Linked DNA regions of Mus musculus: regions 1 and 2 are each linked to region 3. The links are chromatin contacts, called in public Hi-C and HiChIP or PLAC-seq maps. All regions are on one chromosome and are shown on one strand. The core of a region is the stretch at or near the end of the contact, and the rest is flanking DNA. Distances in the headings are between cores, read along the strand shown.

Region 1 (3,545 bases), core at 524-3,023, 1.1 Mb before region 3:
GTAATTCCCCTGATAACCATGGAAACCAAAATGAAGGCACCGTGTTGAGGGCTGCTCTCTTTAGATATCTAAAAACAATAAGAGGCCAGAGACCAGAGAGACAAAGAAATCCAGGCATTCCAAGCCAGAGGAAATCCTTTCCTAAAAGCTCTGACAAAGTGTGCCATTTTCTCCCGTCTCCAAATCTCAGCAAGCTTCCACCAGGACTGGAGACCTGACAGGGATCATGAAACAATTCAAGCCTCTCCTGTGTGCTGGTCTCCTGGGGCCAGATGCTATGAGGCCAGCTCTCTGGGAGCTGAAAGCTTATTGTTATCATAAAACATACCGCAAACCAGCAGAGGGGCACAGACACACACAGACATGGACTCACGTGAGCACACGCGCGCGCGCACACACACACACACACACCTGTGTGTGCACATACAGACTTTTATATAACTAACATAGCTAGCTATGCAAACAGCTCCATGGGGGCAGACACCATTGTCTGGATCTTGTTGCCAGAATAAACGAACAGTTGAGTTAGAACATAGGCAAGCTCAAGCATTCTTTCTACTACCCAAGGCCAACAGTGTTGATGGCTGAGCAAAATCAAAGTCCTGGCCTCGTTCTTGGTCTAGCTTCTCTGTGTGCAGGAGACGGCTGGATTCCATGGGCTCCTAGGCATCTTCCAGTAGACAGTCAATCACCCTACTGTATTTTTTTTTTTTTTTTTTTTTTTTTTGTGATAGCACATGCCTGACAGTTTTCTTTCCCCTCAGAGGGAATCTGATACCCATCTGCTCAAGTAAATTAGCGTTCCCATCCTGCCTGACTCATTCGGTAGGAACAACAGGTTCACATGCCAATATGAAACAGAAGGCAAAGGGGGCCTGGGAAAGGGGAGAGGGCTCCTCAGCCAAAACGACACATTTTTCAGAATCACATTCACAGAGGACGGTGTGCTTACTGCGAGAAAGACGTCTATCATGGACTCCTAGATTGCTATTTTAACAATGCTCACACGGAGAGTGCTCTCTAAGGAGTCCTCAACGTTTCCTGCTTAATCCTCACAGCAACCTCGGGCCGAAGAATTCATCTCTACTTTTATTTATTTATTTTTTTTTTCCATTTTTTATTAGGTATTTAGCTCATTTACATCATCTCTACTTTTAACAGAAGCACCACCGACGTGGCTCAAGGTTGCCTGGCTAGTGGGTGGTGGATGGAACTAACACCAACTCCGGAGTTCTGGCTCTCCAAACGGCTCTGCCATCAGTGCAGGAGGGAGGCCGGGCAGGGGGTCGTCCCCTCTTCCTTCAAAGATTTGCGGAAACCGAGTCTCCGCGACTTGTTAAAACCAGACCCACTGGGTGCGCGACTGCACGCTCTCTCCTGCATCCCAGGTGAAGGCTAGCAAACCGCAAAATCGCATTCATTCTCTCAGACACTTGCAAAGCCCTGGGGCTGGAGGCGACCGCGGGTGGGTCCGGGGTGGGGGCGGACGGGGGCACAGCTCTCCCGGAGCTCCGGCAGCCGAGGCCCCCCACCTCCCGCAGTGCCCCCAGGCCCGGTCCCCGCACCCCAGCCAAACGCTGGGCCCACGGAGGGACCGAGCGGCCGGTGAGCCTGGAGCATCCGCGGGCTCCCGAGAAGCCTCCTTCCTGCGCCTCTTACCTCAGGGAGCGGCGCTGCCCGGCCGCGGCCGCGACGCCCTGGAAGCCGCAGGGCTGCCGGAGGACTGCGGCGCTCGGCCACAGCGGGGTCCGACTTCGCCGCGAGCCCCGCCCCCGGTGGCTGTCACGTGACGCGGGTGTAGGGCTGGCCTGCGAGCGCGCGCGGCCGTGAGACTGGAAGGAGGGCGGGGCGAGCGGGGCTCGGCGATGGAGGGCGAGCGTGGCCTCCGAAGGGGTGGGAACAGCATCGTGGGCGGGAACTGCCGGAGGCTCCTAGGGGCCTGGAAGCGGGCGGATCCTTCCCATCACCACTATAGCCTAACAGCACCCTGGGCTCCGTGCATATGAGCACATAGGAGCTGGAGTCACCCTGAGCCCAGCTAGAAGTCAGGAAGGACTTGGGGCCATGGGTGGGTTGTGTGGAAAACGTTTGGCACAACGCAAATGATGTGTGTAGTACCTGTTGCACCAACTACTAGTTATGGGCCCAAGAGAACAAAGCGGTGGTGGCTCCTGTTCTGAAATCCACTCTGTGGCGGAGAGGATAAACCGGAAAAGCTGTTTAAGTCCATATGTATTTAAAATTATATGAAGTACATGAAAAGAGCTCTTTGGTTGAAAACTAGGGTTTGAGGAATGTGATGACCTCATGAGAGTAGCTATGTGAAAGAGGCCAGAGAAAGCTCCTGCGCTGAGGGAGACAAGACGACTCCTAAGAAAAAATATTTTTTTTGTAGATTTTTTTTACTTTTATGCGTATTTTATGCACCTGATTTATGTGCACACAGGGGGCCCTGGAAGCCAGAAGAGGGAGCCGGAGCCCTTGGAACTTGAATATAGACAGTTGTGAGCCACCAAGTGGATCCTTTGCAAGAGCAATAAACCTCCTGACTAGTAAGCTGTCTCTCCAACCCTGTATCCCACCATCCCGAGGTCTTAGATAAAAGGGTATTAGAGGTCATCAGTATTTCATAAGCCATGATAAAGGAAGCCATTGAAGGGGGAGAATGCAGGTGTTCGATACTCTGTGCTGAGAAGACAAGAGAAGTAGAGACTGGCCTGAAGTACTGGAAGTGGATATGGGGGCACACACACGGATCTGAGACAGTTTTGCAGTAAAGTCAAATTTGGGGGGGGTGTTGTTTTATGCAGTGGTTAAGGCAAATTCAGGGTCTTGCACATGCTGAGCAAGTGCTACCCCCCTGTACCCCCTGTACCCCCCTACATCCCAGCCTTCAACGATTCATTTGTTTAAACCCCAAACAAAACACCTAGACCCAAACCCAACAATTGAATGCTGACCGAGAGCTGTTCAGCAAGCACACAGATGTAGTGGAAAGGCCATGCTTAGACGTCGCTTACGTTTGGCAAACCGATCGCACGTCTAATCCTTTGAAAAGTGGCCCATTGTATGAAACCAGCAGGCTGAATATGAATTTCAATACCCAATTAAAAGCCTGAGTTCCTGGATTTGTGCTATCAAACATTATTGTTTGTGTTGGCATTTCTCTAAAAAGGTTAGGACATTCAAAGGACAACAATGGGGCCCGTCTAACACAGCATGCTGTCTGTCTTCTTCATCTGTCCAAAGGTGCCACGGGGGCGGGGGGATTTTATTTCTTGTATAAACATTTAAACGTCAAGACAGTGGCGTTTTATTTAAGATTTACTTATTTTTATTTTATGCGTAAGTGTGCTTTGGCTACATGCATGTCTGTGCACAAGAACAGTATTTGTAAGCGACTGGTTGCTCCTCTCTTCTTACCCTCATCTGTCTGGCGCAGGCCTCCATCCCACCATGTGTGTAATGCTCTTGTCTCTTGACTTCTCTACTTCATTTGACTGGAGTGGGCTTGCTCACCTTAGCAGCCTGGCATGTCATTCGTA
Region 2 (4,049 bases), core at 211-2,710, 1.1 Mb before region 3:
ACGCCCCCTTCTGGACTGCAGGCACGTGGTTCACATATAGACAAGCAGAAAAACACATAACAAAAGTCTCTTGTTTCAAGACAGATTTCTCTGTGTAACCGCCCTGTCTGTCCTGGAACTCCATTTGCAGACCAGGCTGGTCTTTAAAAAAAAAAAAAAAAAAAAAAATCATTGAGATCCACCTACCTCTGCCTTCTGAGTGCTGGGATTAAAAGTGTGTGCTACCATGCCCGGTTCTAAATAAAAATCATTAAATAGAATAAATCAGTGCACTAAGCTAACATTTCCTTGAGAGCTCTTGCCTATAAGAGAAGGATGGGAAAGCTAAAGTTTAAAGGGTAAGCAGGATGTTTTGGGTGCTTCCATTTCCCCCAAGATGTCCTGTCCTGGAGGAGCCAGCAATACAGAGAGTACAGCAAAAGAGGCACCCAAATGAGGGAGGCCTTAACTCCAGTCTTCTAAAAATGTTGGTATGTTCTTCAATTATTTGAATCGCTCCTGCCTCTCCCTGCCCAGAAGACTCCCACAGGCAAGCAAGCACTGGACAATAGGAAGAAGTGGTACAGGTGTGGAGGTCAGAGTACAACTTCTGGAAACTGGTTCTCTCCTGCCACCACGTGTGGATCCGGCTCAGGCAACTCAGTGAGCCACCTAGCCAGCCCCTGACTTTTAAATTGACAGTATGGCTTTAACCTTGAGTATGTGTCCTATGAACTCAAGCTCTCACTTGGGGTGAGGTGGCACAGATCAAGCAACTTTTGTTAATGTTGAGATCAAACGCTTCAGAGATTCTCCAAGAAAAACCAATTATTTACTTCACCCTCTGTACAAACAAACATAAAGAAAGCTAATCTCTTGTACTTCAAAGGCAAGCAGAGAGAGAAAGCGCCTGCTACCTTATTAAGAGCTCAGCCGGAATTGTATTCGTTCTCTGAACGGCCAAATGACCTTGGGTCAGCCACCTTCCGGGGACCGTTTCTAGGTTTGCAAAACGAGGGTATTGCTCCGAGGATAACACGTGGGAGCTTCTTAAGCACAAACGTTGGGCGAGCAAAGGTGACTTAACCACGCGTCCTCCGCCACCACGTGCACTGGGCACATCCCCAGGACCCGCAGACCCCCAGAGTGTGCGCAGTTGGGCAGTCCTGGACGTGCAAGCACCCCACTCTCCCCAGGATGCTCAGCTCAAGGCCCCACGACCGCGTGCAGGGTTGGGTGTGGACGCGTGGCCTCACGGTCACAGCCCAGAAGGACACTCACTGACTCGCAGCAGGGCCACGTAGATGAGGAAGTTCCGAATGGAGGAGACCACATCCTCACGCATCTTCCGCTTCATCTCCTCCGGGTCCAACTTGGGCGCGAGACCCTCGATCCGGAACATTGCGGCGGCTCTGCCTCCAAAGCTTGCGAGAGCAGCAGCTTGCTCTCCTCCAGTGGCCGCCCTGCACCCGGAACTTAGCCAGGCTCCACTTCCTGTCCCACCCCTTGTTTCTGTCCTGTGACGGGAACCTGTGAGGGGAAAATTTCATCCTGTCTTCTTGTGTCTGAAGCAAAGAGACCTGAAGGGGGCGGCCGCCGCCTTAAGTCTCTGAGCCTTGGGTGGATCTGGACTGTGTTTTGGTCCCTAGCCGGGAGAGTGCCACCTGTAAAGTTGTTTTATGCTGTAAAGTAGGGAGGTGTGTGCAAAAATATCATTATAAATAATAATAACATTTATGAAGAATCTAAGACAGTACTTCGTGAAATGCACATTTTAGTCTGTCCTTCCTAGGTTTGAAATTTAAAACAACTTAGTTGGGAATGAAGTTCGTTTGCCAAATCGTTTTCTTAGGATGCATGAAGCCCTGGATAGTGTTGCTGTTGTGATAAACACCACCAAAATAACTTAGGAAGGAAAGTGTTTCACCTAACCTGTTAACGTTATCCAGGGAGGCCAGCACTGGAGTTCAAGCTGGAACCTAGAGGAGGGAACTGAAACCAAGCGGAGACGTTGTCTTTACTGGCTAGCTGGCCTCAACCAGCTAACTTACTTTTATTGGTTAGGACCACCTGCCGGGTGGCATTGCCCACAGTGGGCTAAGCCTTCCTCCATCAACTAGTAGTCACACAATGACCCTCAAATTCACCAATAGGACAATCTGGTGGAGGCAATTCCTCAATTGAGGTTTTCGCTTCCTAGGTGTCAAGTTGACAAAAACTAGCCAGCACAGTGCTGCACACACCTGTGTTCCCAGCACTGGGCTGCTGGAAAAAAGGGGTCAAGAGTTGAAGGTCAGGGCAGTGCTGGCTCAAGCACTTGGGAGACACAGGCAGGCAGATCTTTGAGTTCAAGGCCAGCCAGGTCTACAGAGTGAGTTCCAGGACAGCCAGGGTGACACAGAAAAATCCTGTCTCCAGACAAACAAACGAATGAGTTCAAGGTCAAGGTGGAAACAGTGTCTCACACCTGTAATTTCAGCCCTCAGAAGACAGAGGCAAAAGAATTACTGCAAGGTTAGGGGCAGCCTGGGTTACAAAGTAATTACAAGGACAATCTGAAACAAACAAACAATCCCAAGATAAACAAACACAAACAAAAAACAGAGGTCAAGGTTATCACCCTCAGCTAGTGAGCTCAGACTGCTAGTGTCCCAGACACTGAAATTCTAACATTTCCCACATTTTTTTTCTGTACACTCATTTTTTGGAGGTAACTGATCTTTAAATATTCTAATGAAGATCTTGGACTACAGCAAGTATGAGCCCAGATCAAAACTGATCAACACTGGACAGATGAGAGAAAATCAAGTTAGAGTTTTCAGACATGAATGGGACAACTGAATTTTTCACATAATCCAATATCAGAACGTCTCTTTTTGCAGGCACACTGTATAACAACAATGAATTTGGGGTTAAATAAGAATAATACTTGAGGGCTGGTGAGATGGCTCAGTGGGTAAGAGCACCCGACTGCTCTTCTGAAGATCGGGAGTTCAAATCCCAGCAACCACATGGTGGCTCACAACCATCCATAAGGAGATCTGACTCCCTCTTCTGGAGTGTCTGAAGACAGCTACAATGTACTTACATATAATAAATAAATAAATCTTAAAAAAAAAAGAATAATACTTGAAGCCGGGCGTGGTGGCACACGCCTTTAATCCCAGCACTCGGGAGGCAGAGGCAGGCAGATTTCTGAGTTCGAGGCCAGCCTGGTCTACAAATTGAGTGCCAGGACAGCCAGGGCTACACAGAGAAACCCTGTCTCGAAAAACAAACAAACAAACAAACAAACAAACAAAAGAATAATACTTGAGGCCGGCCATGGTGGTGCATGCCTTTAATCCCAGCACTTGGGAGGCAGAGGCAGGCGAATTTCTGAGTTCGAGGCTAGCCTGTTCTACAGAGTGAGTTCCAGGACAGCCAGGACTACACAGAGAAACCCTGTCTCAAAAACACCAAAAAACAAACAAACAAACAAAAAAACTTGACTGTGAGAATGACTGACAATGTTAGCACCTTCCTGATTGACAGAGTGTAAGACCCTGGGGTTAGAGTAAAAAACTCTCGAGTGTTTCTTCAAGCTTTAGTAAGTATTTGCATCTATAATTCAGACAGTGGACAAGCAGAGGCAGCAGTGGTAGGGGAGGGGCTGACTCCTAAGGAAGAGGTCCAGCCTTCATGAGTGCCGAGAAGATCACTCTTGGCAATGCTTCTCCCTGCTCACAAAATCAGGGACAAGTCTCTCTTTCGTGCTCTAAAGTCTCTTCTCACTCTGATCATCTATGCATTTGAATTCTATTTGTGTCATTGAGGGCATAATAGTTTGGAGTGCATGAATGTCAATATATCATCACCCGTGATCAGCTAGTGTGCTGGCTAGATTCTTGTTAAGATGACACAAGCTTGGGTCACCTGGGAAGAGGGCACTTCAGTTGAGGTGAGGTCCCCATCAGGTCGTCCTGTGGGCAAGCCTGGGAGGCACTTCCTTGATTGATGATCGGTGTGGGAGGGCCCAGCGCAGTAAGAGCGGTACCATTCCTAGACACGTGAGCCTGGATTGTTTGAGA
Region 3 (3,513 bases), core at 641-3,140:
TGTCTTTAAGAAGCGCCCTGAGGACCTAGCCGCAGAAGCAAGGAGCAGAAGTGATTCCCTGTGACAAACAGAAAACGGCAAACGGAAGGGAAAACTGCCAAAGCCCAAGGGTTAAAACTCACACCAGGGTATAAACCTCTGAAGGAGAAAGCCCTTTCTCCCCAGGCTGGTGAGTGAAATGAGGGGCAGGGCGTTCAAACGAGATACGGAACTCACTTGCTTCCAAGGGCAACAACACTTACCAGGTAGACTGACCGACCCTGCCTAACTTCGGCTATTTTTCTTTTTCCAACCCAGGGTCTTGAGCACACCAGGCAAGCACTTGACTACTGAGAAACATCCATGGCTCTCCTAGTTTTCAGAGTCCAGGCCTCCCTAACTTGCTCAGGCCGACCTGGAACTCTAGCCCTGGCAGTTCTTGAACTCAAGATCCTCCTGTCTCAGCCTCCCCAGCAGCTCTGGTCACAGGCCCAGCAATCAGGCTACTACTTCGGCTACTTCTAGCTTTCCTAGTGCTCTGGACTTCTCGTGTGGAACTGAACTATACTGTCTCTGCACTTGCCAGGCTGTCTGACGTTGTAGAAACTCTCATGACTCTAGACGTTGCCAGCAGGTAGATGGACATTGGTAAGCCATTTATCCAACAGTGTCCATCCGCCTACAAATAATGAGAAACTGAGGGTGCAATTTCGGACTTACAAGATCTGCACTATAACCAACAAAGATAATGAAAAGTACTTTTTACTTTACAAAATGGTAAGTAAGGGCTTTCGATTTATTTTGAAAGATTCAAATCTAAGCTAGTTAGTTACAAGCCAGCTCTGCTGGTCAAGAGCAACAAATCAAATTCAATGGCAAGTCTAAAGGTACAAACAGCCATAAAATATACGCATTATTATTTATACCTGCTGCCAAAACAAGTACTTAACACACACACACATATGTGTGTGTATATATATATAAATATATACATACATATGTGTGTATATGTATATATGTATATACATACACACACACACACACACACACACACACACACACACATATATATATATATAGTGGAGTTGTGAAAGAGGGATTGAAAAGAAGTAAATTACTTTTGTAGAAATAACTCGGGTGAATTACTCCAAAGAGCAATACCAGCAGCCTAAAGCACAACGGACATTAAAACCGGAAAACAGCAAGACAGGGGCTACCCTAAAATGCCAAGTATAGCCAAAATGAACCCAGGGCAACATGCCACTCAGTAAAACAGGGTTACCAAGCCCTGCCCTTTCCATTTTCCAAGGTGTCCATAAGAATACAATAGAGTAACTCCCAAGTGCTAGGCTCTGCGAGTGTTATTCTACTTTGAGCCCTGGAAGGCGCGGCCCATGTAAAAGACTGGGTCAGGGTCAGTTCTGCTGGGTGCTGGCCTGGGAGACGGCGCAGGCTGAAAGCTCTGCACCATAGACGTGCCGGGCAAAGGGCACGACAGGGAAGGCCAGGGACCACAGAGACGCGGGCGTGCTCGGCTGTTCCCGCACACCGAGCCAGAGCGGGCGGCCAAGGCGCAGCGGGAAGGCCCGGGATGCGGTCACAAACCCGCGGGAGGGAGGCCCTACGCGCGCCCGTGGAGGGGACCCCACCTCCGGTGGCCGCCGCCGCGGGGTAGGGCCGCGCAGCCAGCCGAGCCTGGCGCAGCATCAGTGCCCGCTGTCGCTTCCGCTCCACGCTCGCGCGTACGGCGGCCGGCAGCTGCGCGGGCTCGTCCGCGGCCACGGGCTCAGGTGACGTCTGCTTTTCCTCGGCCGTCGCCATCGCCTACACACTCCGTAGGAAGGGAACGCGTATTGTTGGTGAACAGCGGAGCCACAAGTACCCGGCCCTACTCCATCACCAGGCAAGGAGAAGAGCTACGCATGCGCAGTCGAGGAGTCCTGGTGGAAAAGCCTATGAAGGGCGAGGCAGTACGCCTGCGCAGCCGAGGAGTGGTGGCGGAAGAGATGATAGTGCACTTGTTGACAAACAATCCGGACTAAGCGATGGGGGAGAATCAGGACTTTAAAGTCATCCCTGTGTTCCAGACCAGCCTGAGCTACATGAGACCCTGTCTCCAAAAGTAAAGAGAACATGGAAAAGAGCATTGGGAAAGAATGGCTGTGTGACAGCTAAAAAGCATGAGAAAACAGGAAGGCAACAGAGAAAAGTGGGACGTGGTATGAGCTCCAAACCCAGCTGCGGGCCATGGGTAGAGAGCCAAAGCCATAGCCACATGGAGAGCCAGACAGCCCCATGACAACAGACTGGCCATTCTATACACAAATGAAACCCTTGTTTTCATCCAGTGGGGGAAACGTGATGTGGCAGTGACTCCTCCTGTGTGAGCCATCTTTCCAAAGATGGCTTTGGAAAAGAAATGCACATTGTTACTCCCCGTGTTTTGGACCGATGTGCCAGGGGGCTTGTTCATAGCATAGCTGCTCCCGAAAACCAAAAGCTGGAATCTACCCAAATGTCCATCAACTTTTGAATGGCTAAACAATGCATAGTATTACCATACAATGAACTATTTTTCTTCAAACATGAGAAAAATGAAGCGCTGGTCCATGCTACGACATGACTGAACTTTGAAAATGTTACTCTAAGAGGAAAAAGCCATTCACAAATGCATATGTTTATGTGAAACTCACAGAATAAGCAAGCCCGCCATAACAGAAAGCAGTCCAGAGGTTCCTAGAGTTTGCAGCTAAGGAGTAACCAGGAGGAGATGCTCCTCTGTAGGTATGAGGCTGCCTCCTGAGGTGATGAGAATTCTAGAACTAGACACTCTTGATGATTGTGCAACTCTGTGGATGTATTTTCTGGCCAGAGCAGGGAATCTGAGCACCAGAATTATAAAGAACCCCACCTCCACCCCACCCCTGGGTAGCACCAAACCTTAAGTGGCAGCACCTGTGATGACCACCACAGTCTCTGCACATTTCTGGCTTGGTGGCTGAGGGAATGAGGTAACAGGATCTCCCCCAAAATAACCTCTGAGAGTGGCCAGTGCTCAGAATCCTCTCCCCCACAAAGCACCGAATCTGACAGGTTGCAGGGTGTGGCTCAGGTGCGTCCTGAGCCCCAGTGTTTTGAAACTCTTGGCAACTTGTTCTTCCTTTCCAGGTTAACTCCCTCTCCTTTGGCTCAGGGACTTTTTGTGATAGAGTTTCAGGTAACCAGGTCTGAACTGTGAGCTGGCGCCTCAGCTCAAAGCAGTCTCCCTCTTCAGAAAGGAAGAGTGCTCGCCCTCATCTGTACACTCCACTGGGTGACAAAGGCTACGGGTTTGCTCAGAGCAAAACACATGAGTCACTTGGTGGGGGTACAAAAGGAAAAAGGGCAGGGACAGCAAACCAGGGGCCCTGTCCTTGCCTCTTCCCATCCTGTCTCGAGGAAACCATGACTGTATCCACTTTCCCACATTATACCTCCTTCACCTCCCAGACTGACAGATCCTGACTAAACAAGGAAGCTGCGTAAAGGACAGAG

The links. Hi-C and Micro-C count contacts between places; a contact is called where the count stands out from the background. HiChIP or PLAC-seq counts read pairs in DNA pulled down with a chosen protein or histone mark.
Region 1: a Hi-C map of uterus shows a contact between it and region 3. The contact joins the promoter of Fbxo10 here to the promoter of Xpa in region 3. A contact is called at or near these places in 3 of 39 promoter capture datasets (cranial neural crest, liver and stem cell-derived epiblast-like cells), 1 of 484 Hi-C or Micro-C datasets (uterus) and 1 of 115 datasets of contacts at active chromatin or transcription factors (embryonic stem cells).
Region 2: a contact with region 3 is called in an H3K27ac HiChIP or PLAC-seq map of embryonic stem cells, with 3 times the contacts expected there. The contact joins the promoter of Tomm5 here to the promoter of Xpa in region 3. A contact is called at or near these places in 3 of 39 promoter capture datasets (liver and pre-B cells), 2 of 115 datasets of contacts at active chromatin or transcription factors (embryonic stem cells and large pre-B cells) and 2 of 9 other capture datasets (adipose tissue and liver).

What each region holds. Positions count from the first base shown.
Region 1 is chr4:45,082,831-45,086,375 of GRCm38.p6, forward strand. It overlaps Fbxo10 (F-box protein 10), which reads right to left and starts at 1,774. Exons shown (of 11, transcript NM_001024142.1): 1 at 1,660-1,774.
Region 2 is chr4:45,106,653-45,110,701 of GRCm38.p6, forward strand. Tomm5 (translocase of outer mitochondrial membrane 5) reads right to left here and starts at 1,461. Exons shown (of 2, transcript NM_001099675.1): 1 at 1,261-1,461. The coding sequence starts at 1,381.
Region 3 is chr4:46,194,421-46,197,933 of GRCm38.p6, forward strand. It overlaps Xpa (xeroderma pigmentosum, complementation group A), which reads right to left and starts at 1,891. Exons shown (of 6, transcript NM_011728.2): 1 at 1,629-1,891. The coding sequence starts at 1,800.